Regions from separate parts of the Mus musculus genome. Here region 1 is linked to region 2. Evidence: chromatin contacts called from public HiChIP or PLAC-seq data. All regions are on one chromosome and are shown on one strand. The core of a region is the stretch at or near the end of the contact, and the rest is flanking DNA. Distances in the headings are between cores, read along the strand shown. Region 1 holds the start of Ctsg (cathepsin G). Region 2 holds the start of Atp12a (ATPase, H+/K+ transporting, nongastric, alpha polypeptide).

Region 1 (2,700 bases), core at 70-2,569, 260 kb before region 2:
GTGTGTGGGGGGGAGGGGGATAGGAGGGCCTTGGGCCTGACCCCTTCTTGCTGTTTCCCACAAACCCTGAACTGGGGAAAGCAGATTAAACAGAAACAGTTTGAGTTCTTAGTTAGCTAGCGCCCAGCCTGTGCTTTCCACTTTCTTCTGTTTGGTTGGTTGGCTTTTGGATCATAGCCTCCTTTTCTGTGTACAGACACTTGCTTCTTACTGCCCTCCTCCTGGTCTCATCTTGTCTCCAGAATTTCATTATCATTATACTTAATTGTAATAGCATACGTTCAGGCTCTGTGGAGGGAGTCTGGGGACACTGACTTCCTGAGAAGCGTCTGAGTTCCTCACCTTCCCAAGCAATGAGCTGCTGTTAGGACGAAGTCTTCTCGCACCAGAAACCCTCCACAAGCACTCAGCCCTTCTGGACTCTGGATCAGAAGAAATGCCATGTAGGGGTAGGAATGGGGCCTGGCTTCTCGGCCTCCAATGATCTTCCCTGCAAAGAAAGATCTGGCACTTACCCGTGTACCTGGGAGCTTGCCGGCAGTGCCAGGTGGGCAGCTTTAGAAAGGCTGCAAGTGGGGGAGGGAGGTGATACAGAGGAGCTTTGCAGGCCTCCAGGCACATGGAGAAGATGCTAAGACTTCACAGGAGTTACTCCTAGTTTGAAGGGAGACTCGTCTCCTTCCCAGACCTTTGTGTGCTCCTCCAAATGGAGAAGGATGTTTGTTCCACATGAGGCTGATTCTGGCTATTGAGACGCTTTCCCAAAGTCTGCGCTTTCTCGGTTCCCTGGTACTTCCTTCCTCAGAGAGCACCCCATGGCCCAGAGTCTACCTTCTCAAATCATGGCACTAGATATGGGTGACTGAATAAATTTATGTAGGAAACATTTATATCGTACTTTCTATATGTCAGGGCCAATAACAAGACTCTCTTGTTTATTAACCAATGTAATTGTCATAGCAACCTTAGGCCACAGTATTAATGCCATTTGCATTTTATAGGTAAGGAAACTGAGGAGATGTGAGTTCAAGAAATTTACTCAACAATGCAGAGTTAGGATTGCTACAACTTGTCTATTCAAGTGTATAGGACAGGACCTGATCTCTGAGGTGTGGTTGGCCACTCACCTGCCTCATCTCCTTGGAGTAGAATAAAGGTCAACAGGAGCAGGAGAGGCTGCATCTTTCCAGAACCGTTGCTTAGTCAGTTGCTGCCGGGGCTTTTCTCTGCCAGACTTTTATCCTCCCCTGGAGAGAGAGGAAGGAAGGGTGGTTCTGAGAGGTCACAGATCTATTTTCCTGCTCGTGTGAAAGGTTTCATCACCCAAAGCTTCCTAGGAGGTTTGCACACCAACTGCCAGTGATCGGGGAGAAGGGAGGGTTGCCCACGCCCATGTGGTGTCCCACACAGTTGCCGTGTCCTTGCTGACAGCAAAATAGGAATCCAGCGAAGAGTGAGGTCTTTGAATACTGTGTACCGAGTTCACCGTACACGCAGTAATTCAGAGAAACAGGTGACTACTTCCTTTTCTTCCTCTCCTTCTGGGAGATATATAAATAGGGAAAAATAAAGGAAAAAGGATAAAATAGCCTGTGTATACAGGAAAGAGGGATGAAAGATACACACCCAGTTATGTAGATACAGGTGTGCACAGGGCATTTTATACTAGTGATCAAGGAATTCGTGTCAACTTTCCCACTGAAAGCAACCAGAAACATGGCTTCTTAAAATGACCCGAGAATGTAAAAGACTGAGAGCTGCCTGCACAGGACTTATCCTCAGGCCCTAACTGAAGGAATAGTGAGTCTAGGCAGGAAGCTACAGGGAAGGCACTGAACCCATGAATTATGAACTTTTGATAATCAAAATAGTCAGAGGCTGCTATATGACTCCTGCAGGCAGGGTTCCCATATCTCTTATGAGATTAGCATAACTTTAACACCAAATCCAGTGAAAATATTAATTCTTGATCTATGAGGAAGATATTGGCGTGTTACATTTTTCAAGTCCTTATTTGTGCTTGGCTCCACTTTCTCTCTAGAAAGGATTCCTTGATGTGGTGTCAATAAGAAGACATAGTTTAATTTTTTTTCTACCCAGAAAGTATGTGCCCATGTAAGACATTAGAAGCATGTGTTTTATAAATATCATTTATCACCATGAAAAGAAGACAAAACCTTACTTTGTCAGAGGATGCAGCCTTTATCACAAATTAAATGTCCAGGCAACACCCATACCTTATGCGAAGGGAGTATTATAGGGCACTATTACTTTTGAATACACATCAAATTTGATACAAGTAAAAACACATCAATTAACAAAAACTTACCTCATGAGAAGATTGAGTTTATTCTAGGAGCACGTGGTTGCCTTTGCATTTGGAAATGGGTTGCTATAGTAACTAACTGATTACAGAGAAACACTGTTCACGTGATGCAAGAACAAAAGGAAAAACTGTCCAAACATTTGCTAAAATTCACAATCATTTACTGAGCTTTTTTACAGCAAGCTAGAAACAAATCTGATTTCATAAAATTCCACACTAATCATAGTTAACAGTGAAACATCAAACCCTTTTTCTTTCTGAGCAAAAATAAATAAATAAATAAATAAATAAATAAATAAAAATTTAAAAATCTGGATATAAATTGCCATCCATGGTCTTCATGTTATGCTAACAGTTTGAACTAGTTAGGCAGA
Region 2 (2,700 bases), core at 114-2,613:
GGACCTCACCTCTGTAAAACCCAGGAGGTACCAAAGAACCTGACTGAAACCGTTGTCAAGTTTAATGTTATCCTACCCTACACTTGACGCAGACAGATACAACCTTCTAAATATTCTAAATTCTATTTTTAAGGCCCTGCCTGCACTTTGCATTCTGGGTCTGCTCTTGAAACCCCATAATGACCGTGACCCAGGAACATCTCTCTGGGACTTACTTCTCCAGCCTATGTTGTCCCTGAGTTAAGGGCTGGCCAGAACAGCTGGTAAATAAATAAAAGTCGCCTGCAGCACCACCCCTCAGACCCCACATTCTCCCCTGGAGGAAGCAGGGAAGACAATACACAGGTCTGGAGCACTGTGGCTCCAGTCTGTGTTGCAACACAACATCCCCTCCAAGTCTAAAGAATCTGTGGAGTGAAGACGTTGGACTCATTGTTTTGTTCCTGGTCCACAGTAGGAAAACCCTAGATTTCCAACTTTGCCCTTTCTGATTGCAGGAAAAGGGGAGGACAGGCAGGAGGTAGTAAAGGCAGAAGCGATGGTGAGCAGTATTTTGGAGAACAGAGCTATCCATCTGTGTCGTCAAAGTCCTACCCAAACCCTGGCTCTGAAAACCTTCAGCCTGCTCCTCCTTGGAGCTCTGATCTAACCACCACCCCCAGGTCCCCTTATCCTCTCTACTTCCAATATTGTTTCAAAACTCCAGATTTTTATTTCTTTTCTGGATCTTTACAAAGTAATTCAGCTACTCAATAAAGTCTTTGGCGGTTGGCCCAGACTGCTCCGGAGTCTCACTTATCTAAGCAAATGCACTCTAAAATTGGTATTTATTGTTCAGTCACCTTAGATAGATTCCCCGCCCCACCCTCATTTACACATTTTTAAAATAAATTCCTTTATTGGTAAGGAAACTGCAGTTTTAAAAGAAAGTGGGTGTGGATTTTCATAAAAGCTCCATAGGGCGTGGATGAGCCCAGGGCTTGCAGGAATCCGGGGTCCGACTGACAGAAAGGCAGTGGCGCTTGCACGGGGGCTGCACGCACCTGGCGCGTGCCACTGTTGTTGCGCAACCGGCTGGACCTGGTCTCCAGACCCGCCCTAAGGCAGACCCCGCGTCCTCCAGCCAGGTATCAAGAGGAGTCCCCACCTAAGATCCTCAGATCCCTGGCCACCAATCCTACCCCACCCAGGCTTGCGTGTCCTCGGGTTTCCTACCCCAGGGGCGTCCCCAGTGCAGTGAGCTGCGTCGCCCCAGGTACGTGGGCGGAGCGCGCGGCATTTAAGGCGCGCTCCACCTCCCCAGGACAGCGGCTGGCGGTCGGCCGCGGAGGTGCGTGCTGGGTCCGGGTTGGTGCCTTGTCTCTGTAACGCCAACATCGTCGCTGTCACCACTCAGGGACCCGGACCTGCACACCGCCGCGGCAGCCGCCACCGAAAGATCGGACCTGTCTCTAGGAACCACAGTCCAGCGCGCCGCTAAGGCAACGCGCGTCCTCATACTTACCGGGCTCACCTCAGCACGCCAGCATCCGGTGTCTTTCATCATTTGCCAGCGGGTTGGACCACCAGTCACAGTATGCGCCGGGTGCGTGATATCTCCAGGTCTAGTGGGGACCTTAGACGACCATCGGGAAGCGCAGGAAAAAGAAAAAGAAATGCTTGGTCTTGGGACAATAGAGGTTATAGTTCTTAACACTGAACTCAATCCCAGCTGCCAAGAACATATATGGTAAACTTTTGGGCAGACAGTGTATAGAAGTTAGTATAGTTGTGCAAGAAGGGTCCTCAGAGTTGCCAAGCACAGCAGCTGTTCTGCAAGCTCCAATTCGGAGATGACTTGGGTTCTGTTGGATGCAAGGGTCTGAAAAGGCACGCTTGCAGTGAGCCTATTTGAAACTAAACCGCTTCCTTAAGAAGCAGTGTGAACCATGGACCAAGGTGCTAGGGAAAATGATAACTTTCACGCCTGCCCAGACCCAGAGAGGGGTCCCTTGAAAAGATGCTGCTGGGGCTGTACCAGATGAGGCTTCTGCCTCCACAGAGAAGGGATTTTGTGTGTGTGTGGGGGGGGGGGGTAAGGAGGGAGACTTCCCACAGTCGGGTCCTCCACTTCCTCTCCAGCTGGAGATGAAGGGGCTAGCGCTCTTCTTCTTCTAGGGATACCCCCACCCTCTGGGAGGAACTAGGCACCTCCTCAAGGAAACCTGTCTGGAGCTAATATTTACACGTCTGCTTCTCTTCCAGAAAACAGAAATCTATTCTGTAGAGCTCAATGGAACTAAAGACGTCGAGCTGGCAGACCAGAAAGATGACAAAAAGTTCAAGGGCGGGAAGAACAAAGACTCAGAACCCAACAAGAGTCAGGAGGAGGAGCTGAAGAAAGAACTTGATCTGGTCAGTCCCCTGAAGGCAAAAGAGTCTGGTGCCTCCTCACCAGAGCATGTGCCATTATAACTTCCCTCTGGTAAAGGAAAAAAAAAAAATGGCATCAACGTCTTGGAATATCTTAGAAGGGTTCCAATCTCCTTGTTTGTTGCTTGGTTGGTTTGTCTGTCTGTTAGAGCATGATGATAACTTTACTTGTTGGGTTCTGTTCTCCTGTGTCCTCCTCTATCCTTGCTGCCAGATTCCTGTGTTCTGGTTGGAGGCAGTCCTAGACAGGACCAGGAGGTTAACTGTAAACGCCAGAGGCAGAGAGGC

Evidence for each region. HiChIP or PLAC-seq counts read pairs in DNA pulled down with a chosen protein or histone mark.
Region 1: a contact with region 2 is called in an H3K4me3 HiChIP or PLAC-seq map of forebrain, with 3 times the contacts expected there. The contact joins the promoter of Ctsg here to the promoter of Atp12a in region 2. A contact is called at or near these places in 1 of 39 promoter capture datasets (cranial neural crest), 1 of 484 Hi-C or Micro-C datasets (embryonic stem cells) and 1 of 115 datasets of contacts at active chromatin or transcription factors (forebrain).

What each region holds. Positions count from the first base shown.
Region 1 is chr14:56,101,255-56,103,954 of GRCm38.p6, forward strand. Ctsg (cathepsin G) reads right to left here and starts at 1,320. Exons shown (of 5, transcript NM_007800.2): 1 at 1,128-1,320; 2 at 343-490. The coding sequence starts at 1,182.
Region 2 is chr14:56,363,705-56,366,404 of GRCm38.p6, forward strand. Atp12a (ATPase, H+/K+ transporting, nongastric, alpha polypeptide) reads left to right here and starts at 1,364. Exons shown (of 23, transcript NM_138652.2): 1 at 1,364-1,585; 2 at 2,245-2,394. The coding sequence starts at 1,577.